6 separate regions of the Mus musculus genome follow, and regions 2, 3, 4, 5 and 6 are each linked to region 1. A link is a contact called in public Hi-C, HiChIP or PLAC-seq and promoter capture Hi-C data. All regions are on one chromosome and are shown on one strand. The core of a region is the stretch at or near the end of the contact, and the rest is flanking DNA. Distances in the headings are between cores, read along the strand shown. Region 1 holds the start of Pole2 (polymerase (DNA directed), epsilon 2 (p59 subunit)). Region 2 overlaps L2hgdh (L-2-hydroxyglutarate dehydrogenase). Region 3 has its middle 6.1 kb from the start of Gm46353. Region 4 has its middle 12 kb from the start of Gm46353. Region 5 overlaps Sos2 (SOS Ras/Rho guanine nucleotide exchange factor 2). Region 6 overlaps Gm31512 (a long non-coding RNA gene).

The links. Promoter capture Hi-C pulls out the DNA fragments that hold promoters and counts their contacts. Hi-C and Micro-C count contacts between places; a contact is called where the count stands out from the background. HiChIP or PLAC-seq counts read pairs in DNA pulled down with a chosen protein or histone mark.
Region 2: a contact with region 1 is called in an H3K27ac HiChIP or PLAC-seq map of embryonic stem cells, with 2.5 times the contacts expected there. The contact joins the enhancer-like site here to the promoter of Pole2 in region 1. A contact is called at or near these places in 11 of 39 promoter capture datasets (the 3T3-L1 cell line, the C10 cell line, the HPC-7 cell line and 7 more), 2 of 15 datasets of contacts at CTCF or cohesin (large pre-B cells and pro-B cells), 34 of 484 Hi-C or Micro-C datasets (B cells, the Ba/F3 cell line, the C2C12 cell line and 22 more), 18 of 115 datasets of contacts at active chromatin or transcription factors (the 230-238 cell line, the HPC-7 cell line, the NIH/3T3 cell line and 6 more) and 4 of 9 other capture datasets (adipose tissue, embryonic stem cells, liver and 1 more).
Region 3: a promoter capture Hi-C map of pre-B cells shows a contact between it and region 1. The contact joins the enhancer-like site here to the promoter of Pole2 in region 1. A contact is called at or near these places in 9 of 39 promoter capture datasets (the C10 cell line, the HPC-7 cell line, cranial neural crest and 6 more) and 4 of 115 datasets of contacts at active chromatin or transcription factors (embryonic stem cells, fetal liver and large pre-B cells).
Region 4: a contact with region 1 is called in an H3K27ac HiChIP or PLAC-seq map of microglia, with 5 times the contacts expected there. The contact joins the enhancer-like site here to the promoter of Pole2 in region 1. A contact is called at or near these places in 6 of 115 datasets of contacts at active chromatin or transcription factors (bone marrow-derived macrophages, effector CD8 T cells, embryonic stem cells and 3 more).
Region 5: a contact with region 1 is called in a Hi-C map of bone marrow-derived macrophages, with 19 read pairs. The contact joins the enhancer-like site here to the promoter of Pole2 in region 1. A contact is called at or near these places in 8 of 39 promoter capture datasets (the C10 cell line, the HPC-7 cell line, cranial neural crest and 4 more), 1 of 15 datasets of contacts at CTCF or cohesin (large pre-B cells), 2 of 484 Hi-C or Micro-C datasets (bone marrow-derived macrophages and nephron progenitors), 3 of 115 datasets of contacts at active chromatin or transcription factors (T-cell acute lymphoblastic leukemia, astrocytes and bone marrow-derived macrophages) and 3 of 9 other capture datasets (adipose tissue, liver and macrophages).
Region 6: a contact with region 1 is called in a promoter capture Hi-C map of neutrophils, with 2.6 times the contacts expected there. The contact joins the enhancer-like site here to the promoter of Pole2 in region 1. A contact is called at or near these places in 4 of 39 promoter capture datasets (the C10 cell line, cranial neural crest, liver and 1 more), 1 of 115 datasets of contacts at active chromatin or transcription factors (memory CD8 T cells) and 2 of 9 other capture datasets (adipose tissue and liver).

Annotation. Positions count from the first base shown.
Region 1 is chr12:69,226,714-69,230,245 of GRCm38.p6, reverse strand. It overlaps Pole2 (polymerase (DNA directed), epsilon 2 (p59 subunit)), which reads left to right and starts at 2,056. Exons shown (of 19, transcript NM_011133.2): 1 at 2,056-2,149. The coding sequence starts at 2,082. It also overlaps a transcript of Klhdc1 not described here.
Region 2 is chr12:69,699,814-69,703,914 of GRCm38.p6, reverse strand. L2hgdh (L-2-hydroxyglutarate dehydrogenase) reads left to right here. Exons shown (of 10, transcript NM_145443.2): 7 at 1,545-1,712; 8 at 2,474-2,631. Among named protein-coding and RNA genes, the nearest start is that of Sos2, 20 kb to the right of the region's middle. Within about 2 kb of position 2,389, at least 7 of the 459 cell types and tissues checked have an H3K27ac peak or open chromatin away from gene starts, as enhancers often do. A contact at or near this core is called in embryonic stem cells, where this site is marked.
Region 3 is chr12:69,554,897-69,558,642 of GRCm38.p6, reverse strand. No RefSeq gene overlaps it. Among named protein-coding and RNA genes, the nearest start is that of Gm46353, 6.1 kb to the right of the region's middle. Within about 2 kb of position 1,957, at least 65 of the 459 cell types and tissues checked have an H3K27ac peak or open chromatin away from gene starts, as enhancers often do. A contact at or near this core is called in pre-B cells, where this site is marked.
Region 4 is chr12:69,536,293-69,540,375 of GRCm38.p6, reverse strand. No RefSeq gene overlaps it. Among named protein-coding and RNA genes, the nearest start is that of Gm46353, 12 kb to the left of the region's middle. Within about 2 kb of position 2,150, at least 346 of the 459 cell types and tissues checked have an H3K27ac peak or open chromatin away from gene starts, as enhancers often do. A contact at or near this core is called in bone marrow-derived macrophages, effector CD8 T cells, memory CD8 T cells and 2 more, where this site is marked.
Region 5 is chr12:69,644,388-69,648,130 of GRCm38.p6, reverse strand. The region is part of intron 4 of Sos2 (SOS Ras/Rho guanine nucleotide exchange factor 2); the gene reads left to right. Among named protein-coding and RNA genes, the nearest start is that of Gm31679, 21 kb to the right of the region's middle. Within about 2 kb of position 1,445, at least 28 of the 459 cell types and tissues checked have an H3K27ac peak or open chromatin away from gene starts, as enhancers often do. A contact at or near this core is called in bone marrow-derived macrophages, where this site is marked.
Region 6 is chr12:69,500,314-69,504,111 of GRCm38.p6, reverse strand. It overlaps Gm31512 (a long non-coding RNA gene), which reads right to left. Exons shown (of 3, transcript XR_381638.4): 2 at 2,740-3,072. Among named protein-coding and RNA genes, the nearest start is that of Gm31512, 5.0 kb to the right of the region's middle. Within about 2 kb of position 1,636, at least 321 of the 459 cell types and tissues checked have an H3K27ac peak or open chromatin away from gene starts, as enhancers often do. A contact at or near this core is called in adipose tissue, liver, memory CD8 T cells and 1 more, where this site is marked.

The DNA.
Region 1 (3,532 bases), core at 807-3,306:
TAATCTTTTTAAGTGTGTGTGTGTGTGTGTGTGTGTGTGTATGTGTGTTGTATGTGCCAGTACAGCATACATGTGGAGGTCAGAGGACACACTGGAGTCTTTCCTTGTCGTCTACCTCGATTCAGTTCAGACAGGGTCTCTTAGTTTTTCACTGTTGCTGGCCCATGAGCTTCCAAAATTCCTGCTGTCTCTGTCTTCTATTAGGCTATAGGAATGCTGGGATTGATGATTCTCAGCACCACATCTGGAATTATGTAGGCTCTGGGGATTAGAACTCAGGTCCTCAGGCTTGCATGGCAAGCACTTTTACTTATGGAGTCATGGCAACAAATGGCAGAATCAGGAAGCTGAGAGCTCCTGTCTTCAAATGCAAGCACAAAGCAGAGAAAAAGAGCTGGAAGTGGGGTGATGCTATACAATCTCAAAGCCTACTGTCTGAGTTAGAGTTTTACCGCTGAGAACAGACACCATGACCTAGGCAACTCTTGTAAGGACAACATTTAATTGGAGCTGGCTTACAGGTTCAGAGGTTCAGTCCATTATCATCAAAGCAGGAGCATAGCAGTGTGCAAGCAGGCATGGGACAGGAGGAGCTGAGGGTTCTACATCTTGTTCTGAAAACAAATAGAAGACTGGCTTCCAGGGAGCTAAAAGGGTCTCATTGCCCACCCACACAGTGACACACTTCCTCCAACAAGGCCATACCTATAGTCCAACAAGGCCACACCTCCTAATAGTGCCCCTTCCTGGGCTAAGCATATTCAAGCCACCACAGCTGCTCCAGCACAACTGCACCACCTGAATCTCTCCAAACAGCGCCACCAACTGGGAACCAAGTGTTTACACACCAGAGCCTACGGGAGACATTTTTATTCAAACCACCACAGCTGGGATCTCTCTTTGTTGTCTAGTTTAACTTTTCAAAAGTTTTGAAATGCAAAATCAAGCAAATATACACATGCATTCTTTTTACTGTTTTCCTTTTCAGAAAGATCTTAAATATACGCCCCAGAGATAATTGCTTATACCGTTGTAGAAATCATTCAAGTTTTTGGCTTATTTGCCTCTCCCACTCCCACTAAGCCTCAGGTATCTTAGGCTTGCTTTGAACTTGCTGTGACATCAAAGATGGCCTTTGCCTCCTGAATCCTTGCACCTCCCCGTTCTGAGGCCTGGGATTATAGATCTGTGGTCTTATGCCCAGAGCTTTCTTGTGTCCTGTAAAGTTGCATGCTTATTTATAAACAGCCAATTGATTATTCATCTCAACAGCACAAGTATATGTGTGTGTGTGCGTTTGTGTGTGTGTGTGTGTGATGGATGGATGGATGGATTTTTATATAAGGTCTCACTGTGATTCACTGACTGGTCTGGAACTCATTCTCTAGAACAAGTTGCCCAGGTGTTTACAGAGATCCCCCTGCCTCTGCCTTCTGAGTTCTTGGATTAAAGGCATGTGCCATCACACTCAGCAAGAGGGAACATTTTAAGATGTGCTCTACTGAGTCTACTTGTAGGACTGAGAATAACGATTCAAGAGCAGCTCCACCGCACTGGCAATTCACCTCATACCAACCATTTATAATCTTGGGTTTGTTACTCCACCAGTAAAAAAAAAAAAAAAGAAGGTATGTCATGAAAAAAGTGGGACTGCTAAATGATGACAGCGGATCGTGGAGAGGCCCTCAACTAAAACTGGTCGGATGGGAGTGATCGAAAACGGTGAAAACACAGTATTTCCTGAGCATGTGTAGAACCGGGAAACAACGGCTCTACAACTCTCATAGCCCTGGAAGGGAAGACTCTGGGTGCAGGAAGCTTGGGTAGAGTCAGAGTAGAAGAGGGTAGCTGAGTGTCCGGGAAGCTGAGTGTTCAGAAAATGCTTTTGGGATAAAGGAAGCTTGTTCCCACTCTGACCACTCCTACTTCACTCCCTAGGCAGGGTCTGAGATTCCCAGAGGCCCTGCAGTTAGTAAGGCCAAAAAAATCCATTTCACCAGCCCAAGAATATAAGGGCGGGACAAGGGGTGTGTCTATTCCAGGAGGGGGCGGGGCGTCGGCGGTGGCGCCAAATCGCGAACATGGCGCCGGAGCGGCTGCGGAGCCGCACGGTCTCAGCTTTCAAGCTGCGGGGCTTGCTGCTCAGGAGGTGAGTCTCGAGGTAACCTGACCCGCCGCAATGCCCTATCTAGAACATTCTGTCATAAGAGGCGATGTCTCTCCGGTGCATTTGAGGCTGCAGAGCCTACCTGGGTTTCCGCGATCCTGGCGCCGGGTGCGAATGTTACTTCCAGGCTGGGCGGAGCTGCGCGCTGACGCCGAACTGAGCGGGGAAGTTGGGGGCGTGCTGGCTTCTGATCAACGGAGGTCCCCGCCTCTGCAGAATGGGAATCATTACAGTGTTACTTCTGGAAGTTACAGAGAGACGTGTCAGAGAAGGAGAGACATGGGTGAATCCATATGCGTGTCTGTTGGCGATTTATATTGTAGAGTATGAGTCTTCCAAACCCGTCTCTGTGTGGAATTTTCATTATTGCCTGGAGAAGTAAAATTTGGATAGATTTTAAACGTGTTTTTAGTTTGGCTTTTTTAGATTTCCTAGTTTACAATTTGCCCCCAAAGGAGGTTTTCCTGGCTGTAGTGTGTCTTTTCAGTCTTTAAAAATGAACATATCCAAGAAATCTCATATTACAATTTACATTTTATAATACACTTTCCGTTTAAGTACCTGCTGAGATCCGTATAGCTTTCTGAGTCAGAGTGTGAATGTTTTGTTTTCGTAACTGTGAACTTTATGAACCTTTTAGCTTTACGTTTTGCCCAGGAGTGTCCAAGGGTCAACCTGGGTCTACCCAGGGAGAAAGTGATGAATTTAATTTGGTTAATTCCTGACATTTGGAGAGAGGATTAATTGAGCAATAGCTTTTCCTTTCCTTTCCCTTAAAATGTACTATTATAAAGCTGTTGGAAGCTCATTAATTGATTCATTGAGATATACACTCAAGTCTTTTAGCCTCAAAGCACCGTGTGTGGAATTAAACGCCATGGGACTTTTCCTGTGGGAAGACAGTGTGTTATCTAGTGCTGTGTAGTAGATTACCCTCTGATTTAGAGACTCAATGGCACTCATGCCTGCATTCACTGTGGGCCAGCTATCCAGCACAACTTTAATCCCAGCACTCTGGAGGCAGAGGCAGGTGAATCTCTGTGAGTTCCAGGACAGCCAGGGCTATGCAGAGAAACTCTGTCTAGAAAATCAAACAAAAACTTAACTCAGAGTTTCGGCTTTGAGTCTCATACACTCCAGTCAGGACAGGGTCATCTCACATGTCCAGTGTACCCATCTCATTTAGATTTTTTTAAAAACGATTTATTTATTATTATATCTAAGTACACTGTAGTTGTCTTCAGACACACCAGAAGAGGGCATCAGATCTCATTGCGGATGGCTGTTAGCCACCATGTGGTTGCTGGGATTTGAACTCAGGACCTTCAGAAGAGCAGTCTGTGCTCTTAGCCACTGAGCCATCTC
Region 2 (4,101 bases), core at 1,140-3,639, 470 kb before region 1:
GGCTCTGTTTGTTTGGGTTTGGGTTTTGAAACAGGGGTCTCTCTTTGTAGGACTAGCCAGGCTGGAGCTTCCTATGTGACCAGGTCCTCCTGCCTCTGCCTCTCAAATGCTGGATTAAAGGCATGCAGTTCTATGCCCTGTCCTAAGAGGTTCAACTTGCACTTCTCTGATGATTCTGGGGTCAAGCTCCTTTCTCATTACCCGTTGGTAATGTATGCATGTGTTTGAAAGGAGTGACTATTCAGGTCCTTTCCCCAGTTTTGTTTGTCTTGTTCTAGGTTTTCTCTGTGTTGCCCTGGCTGTCCTGGAACTAGCTCTGTAGACCAGGCTGGCCTTGAACTCATAACGATCCACCTGCCCCTGCTTCTCAAGTGCTGGGATTAAAGGTGCACGCATGCCTCTACTGCCCAGTTGAAATCGGATCCCTTACTTTCTGGCCGTTGAGTTCTTGAGTTCCTTTTATGTATTCGGGATTGACCCTTGTCGGGTGGATGGCTTGCTCTAGCTTTGCCTTTGCTGTGCAGGAACCTTGAGTCTGGTGTAGTCCACTTGTTCGTTTTTGCTTCTTTTACTCGTGTCTGTGGTGACCCTTCTACAAAAACCGTCACCAGTGCCAGTACCAGGGAGCACCTTCCATATTCTGTAGTCACAGGTTTTACATTTAAATCTTGACTCCATTTCAAAAAATTTCTTTGATTGTCTGAGATAAGATCTTGCTTGCTAAGTGGCCCTAACTGGTCTGGGGTTTGGGGTGTGTTGTAATTCAAGCTGGCCTTGAACTCCCTTCTGTTTCAGCCACTCAAGTTCTGGTATTGTAGGGATTTACCACTATGTGTAGCTTCAAATTCATTTTTGTACGTTTTATAAAAGAGGGTCCAGTTTTGCTGATAGTTACATTGAATTTGCTCTTTCAGAAAAAAAAAATATGTATTTATCCTTATTTTTTAGCATCTGTTTTCTCCCCTTTGACCTATTTATTCCTTTATACAAGCATATGTGCGTGTGCATGTGTGTGTGGGTAGCCTAGGTTAGCCAGGGCTATACAGTAAGAATGCCTGCCACCCCCAGTCCCTGGAAAAGTATCTCAGCATATATGGACTATATAATGGGATTCAGTGTGTTGTTTCCATACGTGCATATAGTTTGTTGATTAAACCCAAACTTCCTTTACCCATCTTCTATATTGCAACCTCTGTTAATTCCTCATTCAGTTGTAGTGTTTTGGGTTTTTCTTTTTTTTTTTTTTTTTTTTGGTGGTGCACACACACACTTTATTTATTTATTTATTACATGTAAGTACACTGTAGCTGTCTTCAGACGCACCAGAAGAGGGCATCAGATCTCATTATGGGTGGTTGTGAGCCACCATGTGGTTGCTGGGATTTGAACTTCAGACCTTCGGAAGAGCAGTCAGGTACTCTTACCCACTTAGCCATCTCACCAGCCCCCGTGTTTTGGGTTTTAAGGTTTCACCCACAGACAAGGGCTGCCACATTTTCTTTCTCATGTTTAGAAACTAACCATGCGTCTTTATTTTGTTCCAGGGAAAGGAGATTCGGTGTCGATATGTTGTCACATGTGCTGGTCTTTACTCTGACCGTATTTCAGAGTTGAGTGGCTGCAATCCTGACCCTCAAATTGTCCCATTCCGGGGAGATTACCTGGTCTTAAAGCCAGAAAAGGGCTACCTTGTAAAAGGAAATATTTATCCGGTAAGTAATGATCCTTCTGTCTTCTCACTATCAAGTTAGTCGGAGCCACAAAGGAAATGAAAATAAAAAATGTTTACCTGCTTTAGAAAGGGTTTCAGGGCTGTGTGCGTCATAATATCATCTGCCTGCTGTGGGTCTGTTCCCAAAGCCGCCTTCTGCTCTGTGGGTCACATGTCTCTGAAAGCACGAGTACACCCTGGAGTACAAGAACCAGCTCCTCCCTCCCCTGTGGGAGAGCAGCAGGAATACTGATGCCTTCAGTGCACTGGGAACAGGGGGCTATGGCTGCTCCAGTTCCAGGAGGTAAAAGTTGGGGGTGTGTATATGGAGCGCGCGCTCTCCTGCCTGCGGTTACCCTGCTGATGAGCCAGTCCCTGGGAGAATGGGAGGCTCCACTGGTGACTGACTTGTCTGCTGCTGCTCACTTCCCCGAGGCCTAGGCTGGAGATGTGTACATTTCTTCCCGGCAGCCATGAATTGCCTGCCAGTCACAGACCTCTCTTATAGGAGAAAGAGCCAAGATTATGACAGTTCATCTTTTCTCCCTTTCCCAGAAAGATGGATAAGTGGAACAATATATATTAATGTCACTAGCATTTAAAAACAGGATGTGTGTTAATAGAGAATCCTCCCTGAATACAGCTCGTGACGCGTTCAAATGTGTGGGAGGAGCTCTCTTACGTCACCAGTTAGATGCTTGTGTGCGCAGTACACGGGAACGTGAACTGTGCTAACCGTTCATCGTTGTGTTGAGTCTGCAGGTCCCAGACAGCCGGTTTCCTTTCCTTGGAGTTCACTTTACGCCCAGGTTGGATGGCACTATTTGGCTAGGGCCTAATGCAGTGCTTGCCTTTAAACGGGAAGGTTACAGACCCTTTGACTTCGATGCCAGAGATGTTATGGAAGTAATTCTCAAAAGGTAATAATGTCTGTCACCTTTAAGAAGATTTTATGTACTTGGTTTTTTTTTTAACTCCAGAAGTTTTTGATATTCTGATAGACTAAACCTTCATTTATGTGACTGTTATTGTTTATTATTCCCAATTAAGATCTTTCTGTAATAAGCATAAACTTGATTATTTGGTTTTGATGCTAAGGATTGAAGGCAGAACCTTGTACATACCAGCAAGAGGGTTTTTCCAAGTGTAATGCTTTACTGCCTCACAAAAGATTTTGATGAACCAGGGTAATAACGTCTTAGCTAAAAGGAAAGTAAGGCCAAAGTCATTCATAAATAAAAGTAGTTTCTTGTCCTAGGCAGTGGAGGCACACACCTTTAATCCCAGCACTTGGGAGGCAGAGGCAGACAGATTTCTGAGTTCAAGGCCAGCCTGGTCTACAAAGTGAGTTCCAGGACAGTCAGGGTTACACAGAGAAACCCTGTATCAAAAAACAAAAATAAAATAAAATAAAATCTGGTAGTTCATATCTTAAATGTTACTAAAAGACCAGAAACAACTTTGAAAAGACCATTTCAAGCTAGTCACCATTGTTTTGTAAGCTGTTAGATAAAATTTACTAATGAAATGGCACATACACTTGTGTGTGTGTGTGTGTGTGTGTGTGTGTGTGTGTGTGTATCTAAGGTTGATACCATATAGACTTATGACACTGTTCTAAGAAATAGCCTTATATTTGGGTTTTCCTGTGTGCATGCACATGTGTGTGGGTGTGCCACATGCATGTGTATGTGTAGGCCATAGTTTGATGTCAAGTGTGTTGTGCTTTATAAATGGCGGTATAATGCAGTGGGAGGGAGCATCTCAGTGGGCCTGGCCAGGGTGCTGCCCTGAGGAGTCACTGCCATACCATAGTTCAGTACAAAGGGAAGGTTATTGGAGGAAGGGAAAGGGCCTGGTTAAAAGGGGGTGGGGGGAGACAGAGACAGGAAGAGTGGGGTTTGGCTTGTACCTGGCAGGTTGGGCAAGGCCTAGGGGAGTTGCCAACCAGGTGAGGCCTAGGGGAGTTGCCAACCAGGTGTCTTCCTCAGTCATTATCCTCCTTATTTTGTTTTGGAGACACACTCAACTAGGAGCTCATTGATTCATCTAGACCAGCTGGCCAGCAAGCCCCAGGGGGCTATTTCTCCTTCACCTTCTTGAGTATGCTTGGCAAACACATAGTTACCAAATGCGCTTTCTCCCAGCCCGCTGGTCTGTTTAGCAGTCTTTCTCTTCAGAAGAGTTTATATACAACCAGTGGAAAGCATTTTAAATTATGTATGGGCTTTACCCTCTGCAGGCTCTTAACAGAGGATTAGGTTGACCTTCTTAGCATGTGTACAGAATCTCACTTAAGAACTACTACTAGAATATTGTGCCTCTGCCAGACTAAACTAGGGTAAGTGTCGCACTGTTTTAAAGACGCCTCTTTAGTGTATTGAAAGCAT
Region 3 (3,746 bases), core at 708-3,207, 330 kb before region 1:
TATTCTCACACAAAGATTTACCGAATTCTGCTGGACATGGTGGCACCTGCCTGACACCCCAACACTAGTGAGGCCAGTGCAGGGAGATTCAGAGGTTCAAGGCCAGTCCATGTAGTGAGACCATGATGATTAAAAAAAAAAATTAGTAGGGGGAGTTGAAGTTGGAAACTTAAGGGTTCTTTGGAAAGTCATTTGGATGGTGCTTTGCTGGGGCAAACACATGAAGAAACTGTTAGCTGAAGCAGACACAGGAGAGAGGATGCTCTGCTAAAGCAAGCACGTGAAAGGACACACGATGAAGGATTCTTCGCTAATGACACACATGTATTGGTCCATCTTACATTGCATAGTTGAGCTGCATATGTTGGGATTCCATAGAGAGAAAGGCACCAAGAATCTTCTGGTGGCGTGCTGCAGTTTCTTGCTGCTTCCTCGGACTCAAATTCACTGTCTGGATCTTTCAGAATCTAACCATCATCTAGTAAAGGGTATTTCAACCGGGACTAAATTTGTTTGTTGGCTTGTTTTGTTGTTATTTATAAGGGAATTGTCAGGGAATATTTGTACTTTAGATTTTTAATTCATCTGTGCAAAGGATGGTACAAGAGGCTGCACAGCCTCTCTCCAGGAGAATTCTGGATACTAGGTACTGGATCTTGCTACCTTCCTATCTGACCAGATCTTCACATAGCATATAGCTTTGCTGTGTGGTCTGACAGTGCCTTAGGGTTTTCATTGCTATGAAGAGGCACCATGGCAGTTCTTATAAAGGAAAGCATTTAATTGGGGCTGGTTTACAGTCTTAAAGGCTTAGTCCATCATCATCATCATGGGAAGCATACTAGCACACAGGCAGACATGGTGCTGGAGAGGACGCTGAGAGTCTGACATCTGGATCCACAGGCAGTAGAGAGAGTGACACTAGGCTTGGCTTGAGTACCTGAAACCTTAAACCCAGGGACACTTCTTCCAACAAGGCTGCACCTCCTAATCTTTCTAAGTAGTGCCACTCCCTGATGGCTAAGCATTCAAATCTATGACATATGTAGGCTGGGTTTTTTGTTGTTGTTGTTGTTTTGGTTTTTTGAGACAGGGTTTCTCTGTGTAGCCCTGGCTGTTCTGGAACTGACTCTGTAGACCAGGCTGGCCTTGAACTCAGAAATTCGCCTGCCTCTGCCTCCCAAGTGCTGGGATTAAAGGTGTGAGCCACCACTGCCCAGCTGGAGGCTGTTCTTATTCAAACCACCATTGACCGGGAAGTCAGAAGATAACAAATCTACTGAATGAATGTACAAACCAATTAAAATGTTTTAAACTGTGGTGAGAGGGAGTATGAAATCTGATTTCCTTGGGTTGACATGTTCATGACAGAGAAGGAGAAAATCATGTGACCTTTTCCTGCCGGGGCCTCGGAGATGGTCACCATGTAAGGCATTTTCTGTATTTATCAGCACCAGCTAGCACTCCAGCCCCTCGTGCCTGTGGAGGCCAGAAGAGGACATCAAATTCTCTGGAACGGGAGTTACAGATGGTTGTGAGCTGCCACGTAGGTGCTGGGAATTGAACCTCTAATCTTAACCATTGAGCTGTCTCTCCATGCTGTTTCAGATAAACAAGTAGAACTCAGCCTTACAAAAGCCACCTTCCCTCTAAATGCATCTCGGGGTGTGTGTTCTAGGCTCAGCATAAGCTAAAGCGACTTCTCCACCCAAGCCTTTTGAGATTTCAGCTGTTCCTCTGCTTCATGCATTTCACAGATTCCCACATAGGCTGGAGGGCTTAATTAGTGCTAAGTCATATAGTGGTGGAGAAACACTGCTGGCTGCAGACATAGCAGGAGAAAATTAAAGCTGTCAGCTGTGACAAGCTTTGCAGATTAGCCCTGAACTCACCATGATGTAAGTTCTGGCCTTGCCCTTTATTTCCAAGGACGGCACAAACTCAACCACATTATTAACTTGTCCACATGTGGTATGACTTTACTGTGTCCTTTCACAGCACATATTGGCAGTGGATGCCCGGCCTTGTTAAAACTCCTGCTTCCATGCTAGAAACTGAATCTCCTATTGAGTCAGACCCAGGTTACTCTATCAACAAAATGTGCCCAGCGGTCTACCCAAGCTTGGCTCTAAACTAGGCCCCATGGGAGAAATAAAGGAAACATGAAGTTGAACGCAAGCAAACTGGAACACAAAGAGTAGACAGGCTAGCTGGCAGGCTGAGGGAGCAGACCGTGGAGAAAACAGTAGGCCTGGATTCGTGGGGTGCTGGCATAAACAGATCAAAGGTCCTGATTGGTGTGGTATGCTGCAGAGTCCAGGCTGGATTCCTGCCTCCTCCAGCCTCCAGGACTTGAAGTTCCAGGAGTGTGGGCAGGTCACATAATTCCTGATCCTTGTCCCCTCCCCCACTAAGTCAAACAGCACAGAGATTCCCAGGCTTAAAAGAGCAAAAGGAGAGAGATTGCTCTGACAGAATTCTGTGAAGACAGTCTACACTGTGGGCTATATGGGACACACGGGATTTTAATGCGTGACATAAGACTGTTCTTAGAGCAGTGTGGCCCAGAGACGCTGAAAGACCCCCGATTTTCTGCTCGGTCTTCCAAGCCCATGGGCAGAGGCAGCTGACAATGGTGGAGCTGATGTTTAAGTCCTGATTCCTGAAGTGAAACTGTAAGCATGACCTTGTTTAGAAATTGAATCCTTAAGCTGGACAGTGGTGGCACACACCTTTGATCCCAGCACTTGGGAGGCAAAGGCAGGCAGATTTCTGAGTTCAAGGCCAGCCTGGTCTTGAAAGACCCCCCTGGTGGGCAGTCAATCAATCTGAGGAGACCCTCCCAAGGATCAGCGAGTCCACGATTCGGATGTAAACAGCAAGAGGCTTTATTGGGAACACGGGTACCCGGGCGACTCAGTCTATCGGAGGACTGGCGCGCCGAGTGTGGAGTTTTTACCCTTTTTATAGGGCTAGGGCTGGGGAGCAAAAAGCGCGGTTACAGAAGCGAGAAGCGAGCTGGTTGGTTAGTTCGAATAAGGTTTGGGGTACTTCCCGGTCATTTGGGGAAACTGAGGTGGGACTTTTTAGATCTAAACAATGTCTATTTTCAAGAAATGGGTAGGGGAGGGGTACAAGGAAAGAGTCTAATGAAGGTTCAGCAATGGGCACATATCTGGTCAGAACATTGGCAGACACACAGGTTCAAGGAGTGACCAGAGCACTGTGCACCTCTATTTTTCTAAATCAGTGAAGCTAGTTCTGCTAACACTGACGTCTATCGGGGCTTCTGTGTCTGTTGCTGGTTCCGCTTTATCTGAGAACCATCTGTTCTTGGCCCTGAGCCGGGGCCCAGGTGCTTGACCACCGATATCCTGTTCGGCCCCTGTCCCAGTGCTATTCAGCCTTGATCTTTAACTGTTAATCTATAACTGAACTTCCTTGTAACTTTTGAGAACCCAGCTCTGGTACTTTTTCATGCCTTGCAAAATGGCGTTACTGCAGCTAGCTTGCTAAGCCTTATGGTGGGGTCTTTCATTCCCCCCTCTTTCTGGAAACTGAATAAAATCTTTTATTCACGTGATTCCACTTCTTCTGGACCTATTGATTTGAGTTGGTGATACTGTTGGGTCAGAACCAGGGCCTGCACCACCGAAATTCTGTCTTTTACAAACTGGACCAAGCGGTTGAGAATACAGGGTCCGAAGAGTAGGATTAATAAGAGTATTATCAAGGGGCCCATAATG
Region 4 (4,083 bases), core at 901-3,400, 310 kb before region 1:
CACCAGGGTGACATTTTCTCCCCCCGCCCCCCTGAGAGACAGGGTTTCTCTGAGTAGCCCTGGCTGTCCTGGCACTCACTTTGTAGACCAGGCTGGCCTCGAACTCAGAAATCCGCCTGCCTCTGCCTCCCAAGTGCTGGGATTAAAGGCATGGGCCACCACCACCTGACCAGGGTGACATTTTCTAACATGCTCTTCTCAGAACATATCCCTGCTGCAGAGTGACTCCTGCCTGTGTACAAGCAGAGCGTAGGCAGCCTGCTCTTCTGCTCTTCAGCTCTTTAGAACTGTTTCTGAGCCGGTCACACAGCGTTGCCCTTACGGAGGTTTTGTTGTGTATCTGGTTAAGCAAATCCCCTCTCCACTTTCCATTTTAAACGTTATCCATTTATAGAGTTCCTCACAAAGAAAGCCAGCCAGCACATTGATTGGCTTTGTCTTCAGTGTATAGTTGAATCATTAATGTAATTAGATCCTTACACAGTTATCCAATACAAGACATCCTTTATTAAGATGCTCACTCCAAAGCATAGAATGTGCTCTCTTGTGTGCAGATAATTTTATGCGGCCTTATTGGAACTTTAAAATGCTTATAGACTTTTTGTGTGTTCCTGGTTAATAAACTCCTACGTATCTGGTAATTCATGCCTTTGTTATGAATAGTATCTTCGAAGTGGTACTTTCTAGCAGCGACTGTGGGTGGAGACAGCTGCTACTGAGTTTTGCAGGTTGATCCTGCGTCTGACACAGTTGCTGAACCTTGGCAGCTCTCACTTGTTTGAAACATCCTTCTTCTCCGTTGATGAATGTTTTGTCTTTATGCGCTGTAAGTATGGCCCTCCCCCCAGCCTCTGTTGTGGTTGGTGGTGGGAGCTCAGGGAAGTGTGACTCATTGGGAGGTGGAAAATCTCTAGGCCTCTGGATGCTGAGATATGGGTTCCATGTGGCTTTTGGAGACTTACTGTCAGGCCAGCAAATGCAGAGATGGAGAAAAAGGGGGTGTAAAGGCCTGTGAACGGAAAGAGGCAGAGAAACAGAGAGAGGAAGAAGCCAGAAGAAAGAGAACGGAATAGGAGGCTTGGTCAGTGGTCAGCCTGGGGACTTGAGAGGCAGCAGATGGTAAAAGAGCCTGAGATTCCAGAGAATGGACCAGACCACCCCGGTCCAGGAATGCCATCCAAAGAAGTCCTTGGGCCATTGCACCTCTAGTGTAAGACATGGAGGAACCCTGGCACACGACACCATCTTGGGTTCTGACTGTTGCACACCCAGAGCTAAGAGAGGCCCAGCTCCATCAGAAACCACCACACTATTGGGACTGTGACCCAAAATGTCTCAAGCCAAGGAACATCTCCAAATCTAAACCTTCTTTGCTTCAGAGCCTCAGAAGTCAGGGCTAAGCCAGTACCGGCTCCCAAGAAAAGTTGGTTGAGAGCCTTAGCCCACCTATTGGTCATCTTGCTTTATGAGAAACTACAGCTACGAAGTAAGCTGGCTCTGGTTGGGAAGACTCCATGCCCCCCATGAAGAACAACAAATGGGGCTACCTCTGCCCTGTAGTGTCTGGGGACACTGGGGACAGGAGTTAGTTTACTAGCCCTGATGAGAGAGCCTGATTTCAGAGGCTAGCTTAGTGGCTGTGAAATGGGGAAGTGAACAGGGCTTTGTTCTCTCTTGTGGCTCTGCCCAGGGTTGAAACAGGAGCAAAACATTTGGCTGAGCTTTGCTGGATTCAGCTCATTCCCTCTTCTCCCCTCCTTTGCCTCTTAATTGTTTTTAACAATTTCTGCACATAGGCAATGGAGCCTGGAACCTTCTGGGAGAACCTGCCCTTTTTATGCAGACAGGGACGAGCAGAGACGCTTGGGCAGGTCTGTTCTTGCTGCAGGAAGCAAAAGATGCCTTCAGACCATACTCTGTGCCAGGGCCTGGGGGTCTCCCAAGAAGCTGGGCCTCACAGTGTCTGTAAGAAGCCCTTGAAGAGGCCAGACCCTCCTCGGGAATATGTAAGAGCCGGGTGTGGCTGGCCAGTGGAAAGATTAGAGAGCTACCCAGTCCAGTTAAGTCCCTTGAGCTTGTCAAGTGGAGACCGGACCCAGATTCCCCCAAAGCCAGCGGTTGAGAGAGAGCCTCCTGTGAGCCTGTTTCCTGTTATGACCTGTCTCTACACGCCGCGGAGTAACTGCGAAACAACTGCAGTGACTAAGCTTTATAAATAGGACATTGAGAGTTAAAAAGTACAGGAAATTCCCAGAGTCTCCCGTGGAGTCTTATTTTAGATGTGCAGCTCATAGAGAAGCCAGGGTCTCTCATTCCGCACCCGCAGCGCCTCTGCCCTGCCTGATCGGAGGGGAACTGGAGTGGAGGGGTCTTTCTGGGTCCCTGCTCAGGGACCCGCCCAGCACTTCTCTCTTGCCTTACTAACTTTCTCTTACTGGCTCCCAGGAAGGAAGCACGTTTGTAATTAGCACTTTGTGGATTCACACCCATGCCTGACTCACTCCTGATCAAGAGATTAATCACACACTCAGTTCCCGCTGAACGCGAAATGAGCATGTAACCCGACCATGAGAGATAAAGCGAGCCCTCTGAGTGGGAGCAAGGTGCCCTGGACTTTTGGTCATCTTTCCTCTCCTCCATCATTGGTGACATTTTTTTTTTGGTGGAAAATCCAGTTTGGGATTAGTTGCTCAGTGGTTCCTGCTGCCGCAGGGGTTGGCTGTAGCAGGGACAGAAAGAGCTAGTGGCAGCAAGGAGTTGCAGGCTCTGAAGCTGAAGGGCTCAGCTACTCGGGTTTCAGATCGAAAGGCTGTTCAAATATTTGCCCAACAACTCCCAGTGTGCTTTGGAACAAGCCACAGGAGGAGCCCTCGCTGAGTCACGGGAAGTGCAGGCATTCTACAGAAATGTGGATGCAGGCAGGTTTACTAACTCTGGCTTCTCCGCATTGCATTCATAATTAGCCAGGCTGTCTCTCACCAGTGGCCTGGTGACACCGGAGGACTCTGCTGCTAGGCAGCTCAATGTGGTGGCACCTTCTACAGTTTTTGCCAGGAACCTTGGGAGGCACACTCGGTCTTCCTCCAGTAGCTGAGTCTGCCCACGGTTTTCTGACCGGCAGAATTGTATCCTCGGCGACCAGTGTCAGCGACCAGTGTGATCTTTCTTCTACAATTATGTCCCCAAAGATTCTAAATTCACCAAGTTCAAAACAAACACCCACACTGGCTGGGTTGCCTTTCCCATCAATGAATGGCCTCACCTCCTCCTACTCGCTCTGTTTGAAAACGGTGCATCCACGAATCTGCAGCTCCTGACCACCTGGCCCTCCCTGGCTAAAACTGCCTCTCCCTGCTGTTGTCCTGGGTTACAGGAGGCTCCCAAATCCCTCTTTACCTTCTGAAAGGCATAGTTATACCATAGCTTGACCTCCACCCCCCATCCCTTTCTGATTCTAGGGTAAACACAGGACCTCATTTGAGTTCATCAGAGCCCTTCCCTGGGATTTTGTTTTCCAAGTGCCAGCAGGGTTAGGCACTCCTATCTTCTATAAATGCCAGCTGGAAGACTAGAAATTCAGGGTAGCTTTGGCCAAGTACCACGTGCTGTGTAGAAAAATCACTTGCAGCAGAGAGGGAGGTCGTGCTGAGATCGCTGCATGCATCTCATTGTGTTATCGTTGTACCACGTGGCACAACCTGCATTTATTTTTCCTCATGATTAAAATCATAACAAATTGTGTGTGTATAACACACACACACACACACACAGAGTCTCTCATTATATCCCAGGTTAGTTTTGAACTTGGGTTCCTGCTGCCCAAGGAACTGTTTTCACTTCTCAAGTACAGGGATTACAGGAGTCTCCCTGCTGTGCATAAATGACAGGGTCCTTTCATACTGGACACTAAACAAGCCAGCGTTTGCTCCAGGAGACACAGTCTCCATGTTCCATAGATACTCTCAGGACGAGAACCCATTATAAAAGCACATGGGCTTTTTGCTCATAAGACCCCACTGGTGTGAGACCCATGGAGACCCATGTCCTAAGGGACACTATTAAGTTATCCGCCCACATCACAAT
Region 5 (3,743 bases), core at 196-2,695, 420 kb before region 1:
CATTTCACATAGAGTAAAAGCTAGTACTAGAAACATGATATAAATAGTCCCTTCTGTGGTCTAGGAATCAGAACCAGGGCTCTGCATGTGCCTGACAGGCGCTTTGCCACTGAGCTCTGCCTTCGGTTTCTTTACATTTATCCATGCTATTTATTTGGGAATTGTTTTTACACACGCACACAGTGCACCTGTGGAAGCTGGTGACACCTCTCAGGCATCCTGTCTCCATCCACCAGGGATCAGGGGACCAGGCTTGGTAACACACATCTTTACTTGCTCAGGCATCTCCCTTGCTCTGCTTATTTGAGACACATTTCACTGAGTAGCCCAGCTTGGCCTTGAACTCACTGTATAGCTGAGACCACCCTTAAAATCCTTCTGATTTAGGCTCTAATATGCTACAACCATCAGCACGCACCATCAGCATGCACCATCAGCATGCACCATCAGCATGCACCATCAGCATGCACCATCAGCACGCACCATCACACTGGGCCTCAGGTTTTCAGTACATGAAGAAACTAGCTTATTGCTTTTTTTTTTTTAATGGAGGGCTCCCTTTCTTTCTTCTCCTTTTTGTTTTTAAGGATTATTTATGTATATGTATGTATATAAGTACACTGTAGCTGACTTCAGACATACCAGAAGAGGGCACCTGATCACTTTACAGATGGTTGTGAGCCACCATGTGGGTGCTGGGAGTTGAACTCAGGACCTCTGGAAGAACAGTCAGTGTTCCTAACCACTGAGCCATCTCTCCAGCCCCAGTTATTGCTTTTTGTTTTAAAGCCATTGTCTCAGTATGCATCCCCAGCAGGCCTGAAACTTGTTTCGTAGGCCAGGCTGATCTTGAATTCATAGAAGTTCCCCTGCCTTTGCCTCCCAGTTATTGGGCTTGAAGGGGTGTATATTCATGCCATGCAGTATATTAGTAACTTTTGTAATTCCTGATGCTGGAAGACAGAAAATTACTGGTTTTGCAGAATCTGGAATTTCTAGAGTTGAGCATCATGGCAGGGAGGAGAGTTCTCCGTTTCCATCAGGAGGCTTTGTATACAGGAGGGTTGAGGTGTCGGGATCTATCCAATCAGTTGGTGAAAGGTAGTTTTAAGTAATGTTTATTTTATTCAGTTATTTCCCTTTCCTGCTTTTTAATGACAGGGTATCACTATATAACTCAGGCTGCCTAGTCTGGTGTCAGTCATGAGCTCCTCCTGCCTCTGGAGGGCTGGGATTTCTAGACATGAGCCATTACACATGCCCGAGTCTTTTATTTTTACAAAGGGAACACACAGAGCTGTTTCTGGAGTTTTAAGTATTAGTAACTTTGAAGACCATGCTTTGCTATCTTAAGACAGTTTGGTAGGACCTGGGCACCGCTCAGAACAAAGCTCCTGCCCTCTGATTACTCTGTTGCCGTTCTTCTGATTACAGAGTCATCCTTCCTGTTCCTAAGGGCTGCTTGAGGAACAGGCAGTCTTCCGTTCCTCCTTCCTCTTCCTTCCCTTGCTCTTTGTCCTCCTCCTATTTCTCATCTTCTGAGCACCGTTGGAAGAGCTTGGTCCTGAACAAGGGAAGCACAGCACTGGGGAAGATAGCAGAAGCCCCCATGTTAAGGGTGTGTGTGCTAGTGGGAGATGGAATGTCGCAGACAAGGAACTCAGGACAGTGTGACGTAAACAGTGTACCAGTGGATCCAGGGTACAGAGGCAGTAATCAGCACCTGGCCCAGTACACACTGGGGGTTGTCAGCCTTGGCTGCACGTGAGACTCACTAGGAAGTTTTAGAGAACACTGGTGTTTGCAGAGCTTTAAATAGCCTGAGTTAGACTCCCAAGCTGCAGTATTATTTGGAAAAACTATTTTTTTAACTGTAGTTGAGATCTATTACTCTGTAATTTAAAAACTGAGTTTTTCCACTTTCATTTCATTGTAGAAATTTGTCATTTTTATATTGACTTCTAAGATCAAGCTTACATACTTTTTATTACTTTGAAAGTGACTTAAGCTGATAGAAAAGGTAGAAGAATAGTATGAAGTACCCCATCGCATTCTGAGTGATTTTGAGAGTAAAGTACAGCTGACAGGAACAGTCCCTGAGGGATGGTAGTGACTGACTACCACATGGCCGCTCCTTGATGTTACCTGCCCTCAGTGACAGTTTGAGTTTAACTTTTTCCGTCCGTTGTCACCCTGCTTACTCCAGGTGGCAGACATCTGAATTCCTTAGGACTTTTCTAACTGAGATACTCTTTGGTTTTGATTTCTTCAACTCATGCTATAGATTTAAACATTTATCAGCATAACTCAAATTTAACCACAGAAATTTTCATATTGTTTCTAAAGTTATCACAATCAAGATACTTTAAAAAATCAAATTCTCGAATTCATTTTAGTTATCCTATCCAGCTTTTGAAAGTATAGATAAGTTTGAGAAACTTAAATTGCCCAATAAAAATATCTAAAAAGATTAAGATTTTGTTTGTTTGGTTGGTTTTGGTTTTTCGAGACAGGGTTTCTCTGTGTAGCCCTGGCTGTTCCTGGAACTCACTTTGTAGACCAGGCTGGCCTCGAACTCAGAGATCCGCCTGCCTCTGCCTCCCAAGTGCTGGGATTAAAGGCATGAGCCACCATTGTCTGGCTAAAGAATAGGATTTTAAACAAATTAAAGACTTCCATCTAGGTTTAAAACATACCACTTTTCTTGTTTTACCTTGTGTCCACTTCAAGAGCAGGATGTACTTAAAGAGCCAGCCAAAAACTGGGTATGATGGTGCACACCTGTAATATGAGCACTCAGGGGCCATAGACAGGAGGATTGCTGCAAGTAAGGACAACCTATTGTCCACAGCCAGGTCTCAGCTAACTTCAGGCTGAGTGTTAGTACTCTGTTTCAGAATGATAAAACAGCAGCAACCCCGAGAACCCACAAAAGGGAGGTGGTAGCTGTTGCAGGCTCACTTGCAACTGCTCATTTCTACTCTGGTAGCAAAAATAGCTATAAACAAATGAGCATGGGCTGTGTGCCAGTAAACTTCATGAAAATAGAGAGTGGGCAGGATTTGGCATGTATACTGTAGTTTGCTGATCCCGGTTTCAGACTTCCTTTTCACAGTCTCTTGTTTGTCACAAGAGACAGTCATGTGCTTAGCTAAACATGCAAATAACTGTATTTGTGATTCTGGTGATGGGAATGAGTTAATGAGAGTATTTGACACGGAATGATCTATAAATCTAAATGGGTTCCAAGAGCTCATAGACCATATGTTTAATAACCATTCGAGAAATCCGTTGATTTCTAAAGATGTTTAATTTTCTAGACAAAAAAAAGAGAACATATTTTTTACATTTAAAAATAAAAGTCGTATTTGACTGTTACAAAGTGTTCTGCACATCAGATTACTGAGAACAATCCCATCTCAGTAGTAACGGTCACTACTGAGGAAAGGGTTTATACCCTGAGAGCGGAACGTATGCTAAGGGAGATTGCTGCTTCCCATGGGAGAGAGGGAGGGTGCTTCTCTGGGGAAGTTTAACTTGTTAGCCTAATGGTAGGAATTGGGTTATCTGTCTTTTCCTTGCATGGTAATATTGTGTCTGTTTCAGTGCCCCCCTCCTCCCTCCCTCCCTCTCTCTCTATCATCCATCCATCCATCCATCCATCCATCCATCCATCCATCCATCCATCCATCACTTGTTTGTTTGTAATACTAGGAATTGAGCCAGCACACACTAAGCAAGCT
Region 6 (3,798 bases), core at 387-2,886, 270 kb before region 1:
CCTTTAACACACACACACACACACACACACACACACACGAAACAAAAAGAAACAAATAAAATAAAACAGGTTTTTATTATTTAGCTTCCTCCACCTCCTAAGTATTGGGATCACAGATTTGTGCTAACACATCCAGTTGGTAATGGAGATTTGAGAGCCCACTGCATGGGACTGAGGTTTGGGTTAGAAAGTTTATGGACATTCTTTTGTTTAGAAACACACACACAATGATTGAAAGCATTGAGAAAGAGAGGTTTATTTTATCTTACATCATGAAGGGAAGTTAGAGCAGGAACTCAAGGCAGGAACTGATGCAGAAACCCTAGAGGAGTGCTGTATGTATACTGGCTTCCTTTCCCTGAATTTCTTCTCTCTCTCTCTCTCTCTCTCTCTCTCTCTCTCTCTCTCAGACAGAGTCTGTTTATATAGTCCTGGCTGTCCTGGAACTTGCTATGTAGAATATGCTGACCCCCTAAACTCACGGAGATCTGCCTGCCTCTGCCTCCTGAGCGCTGGGATTAGGCAAGTACCACCATGCCAGGCTTTCAGCTACCTTCCTTTCAGCCCAGGACCATCTGTCTAAGGGCAGTACTGCCCACAGTGGCCTGGGCCCTCCCAAATCAATCATGGTTCAAAGAAGAAGAAAAAAAAAAAAGTCCCATGAAGTTATCTGCAGGTCAATTTGGTGGAGTCAGGTTTTTCTTCCCAGATAGTTCTAGCTTTTGTCAAATTCACAAAAACAAACACGAGAGAGAGAGAGAGAGAGAGAGAGAGAGAGAGAGAGAGAGATTGCTCAGTGGGTAAAGTGCTTGCCTCCAAAGACCAGAACCCCTGTCAAGAGCCAGATGCAGTGGTGAAGCCCTGTCATCTACCCCAGCCACAGTGAGCAGGAGAAGAGCTGGGAAGGAGAAGCCTCAGGGACAGCCAGCCCAGAGTATGCAGCATGGCAGAAACAAGAGAGACCCTGCCTCTCGACAGGGCAGAAACTGAGACCAAATCCCCAAAAGTTGTCCTCTGATCTCCACACACAGGTGTGCACACACAAATTAAAAAAAATAAAAACCCCCAAGAACCGCCCTACACCATAACCAATACCAAGACCATTCCGTGAGAATGGATGCACACACCGCCCTTGAGGAGAGGAGGGAAAGGGAGGAGGGGACAAAATGTCCACATCACCCCACCAGGATGGAAACACCCAGGGCAAGCCAGACTGTCCACCTCAGCTGTCTGCATATCTAGCAAGGCAGGTAGGGCCAGGCTGGGGTCTCAGGAGGCCACATGGCCTGTGGAACTCATCAACTGTCCCTGAATTGCTGAATTTTTTAACGGAGTGGATCAAGTTCGATTAAATGAAAGCCAGAGACTTGTTCTCTGTGTCCAGAACTCATCCACAGGCAGCCGTTTCCTGGAGTCCTGCTTCAGACTCACCAAGTAGGTATTTCCTCCACCGTGAGGCAGCTAAACTGCTTGCCTGAGGTGGGTGCTGGAAGAGCCGGTGAGCTCAGGCACACCACACTGCTTCTCCAATGCTGCCTGGCTCTTCCTCGGAGAAAGCTCCTGACTCCAGCACAATTCTAGGCCGGCAGGAAATCACATGGATTGGTCATCCCTCCTCCCACCCCTCCCACACTGGTGAGTGTGTGTGTGTGTGTGTGTTTGGTAAGAGTTTGGCTACTGTCCTGGGAAGCTTTCCTGAAACAAGACCAGGGCTGTTTTTAACTAATATTGAGAGAAAAGTGTGACCTTGCGCTGAGAAAGACTTGCACTGGTTTGAAGAAAGCTACAGAGCAGGCACAATATTTGCATTTTCTCTTACTTGGAGAGGCCACCACGAAAGCAGCCACGCCCTGACCAGTCTTTCTGAGAGCCCTGGGTTGTGAAAGAGTGTATCTGGACGTTCCCTTGGCGGGGGCCCTCATACAGTCTCAGTGCGTATTGGTGTCTCGTGCCTCTTGACAGTGTGGCCTCCGAATGAGAAGCACAATCGTCCCCTTTGTTCCTGTTGGCAGAAACTGGCTTCTGGCTCTAACGTCTTCATTTCCTCTACATCTTTGTTTCCTTTAGGACACACACACACACACACACACACACACACACACACACACGCTCATGAACAGCTGGAGAAATGAGGTGCTTGGCTCACAAACAACAGACTCTGACAGAGCCGCCCATCCTCCCCAGCTGCACCAAATTAACTTGGCATGATTTTGCATACTTCGCAGTCATGCATTGCAGAGGGATGCTTCTCCGCTCCTGTTGCTGGCTCCTGACCTCAGAGACCAGGCAGCCCGCCCCCACCCCTCCTGGTTTGTTTATACCTGTCGGTCTTCTAAAAGGAAGGAAACAGCCTTATTCTTCTTGTATCTTTAAAATAGAAGCTCCCCAGAGGTTCCAGATCTGCACTTCAAAGGCAATAGAAAACCCTTACCCAGTTCAGCCAGCTTCAGGAAACTAGTGCTTTTAGTTACAGGTTTCCTGGAGCAGGGGACCTCATCTTGGGGTGTGCACACGAGTATCAGGGAGTCTGCAATTCTGTACCCACCAATGAATGAGTTTGTTTGAAAAACCAAACGGGATTGTGTTCTCCTGCATCCTTGTGGGATGCTGTTGTTCATGACTTGGGAGTGTTTGTACTCTACACAGGGTGAGGTGTGACTAACAAGGAGCACATGAGAAACCAGTACCTGGTGCCTGTTCAGCCCTTACTCCAAAAAGCATCATCAGGAACTGTCTCACCTGAAAAGCCAGAGTCCTGAAAAAGTCATTCTGTTCCCCGAAGTTTCAGAACAGCCAGAGGAACCTCCACTTGGAGGTGCATGGCTTGTACGGTTCGTCTGGTTAACATCCGCACCAGAGATGTTCTCGAAATGGTGTTCAGGAAGGAGCAAGGATAAGTTCAGAGTCCACAGCAGCTCTTCCCACAGCCTGGAAAAGTTTTCTCAGCCCCACGCATCTCTCCCCAGGCCTCAAGGGAAGCTTCCTTTAAGCTGATTGTTTGCCTGGGTTTTGTCTCCTGGAGCTGAGCCTTCCTGGAGGCCTCTGGTGAAAGCACTCATTCACTTTTTTCCCCTAGGAAAAATGCAAAACCAAGAAAGGAAATGCCTGTTTGTTTGTTTGTTTGTTTGTTTTGATTATTGTATAGTGAACTACTCTTAAACTCGGCAATTTAAAACATTGGGTGTCATCTCTCAGCTCTGCTGGTTAGAAACCTGGCTTGCCTTCTCTGGCGGCTCTGGCCTGTGGTCTCAGCTGAATCATTCATTCGCTGAGACTGAAGTTAGACCAAGACTGCTGGGGAAGGACCTGCCTGCAAACTCAGTCATGTGGTCGCTACAAGCTTAGTTCCTTTCTGGCGACTGCCCAGGGACACACAGCTCCTCGCGGCCCAGCCTCTTACTCTCTGCCTGCCTGTCTTCAAGACTTGGTGGCTCCATTCTCCCAGAGTGAGTGAGCCAAGAGAAACATGGAAACCAAGACAGCGGCTGCACTTCGGTCTCTCTCCCCTCCCCTCCCCTCCCCTCCCCTCCCCTCCCCTCCCCTCCCCTCCCCTCTTCTCAGCACCCTGTTCTAGATTATATAGAACAGAAGCCTACAGGGTGTGTCCAACCTTGAATTGCATGTTTTGAAAGCCAACAGTCATTTCAAGTATAAAGACTGAAGTACAAAGATTCTGCGTCTTATTTATACTCGAAAAGAAGCCATCTGCCAACATTCTGGGAAGCACAAACTGATAAATAATTATACTTGTGACTATATCAATTCATTCCAGAAACACCAGATACATGCATGTATCTA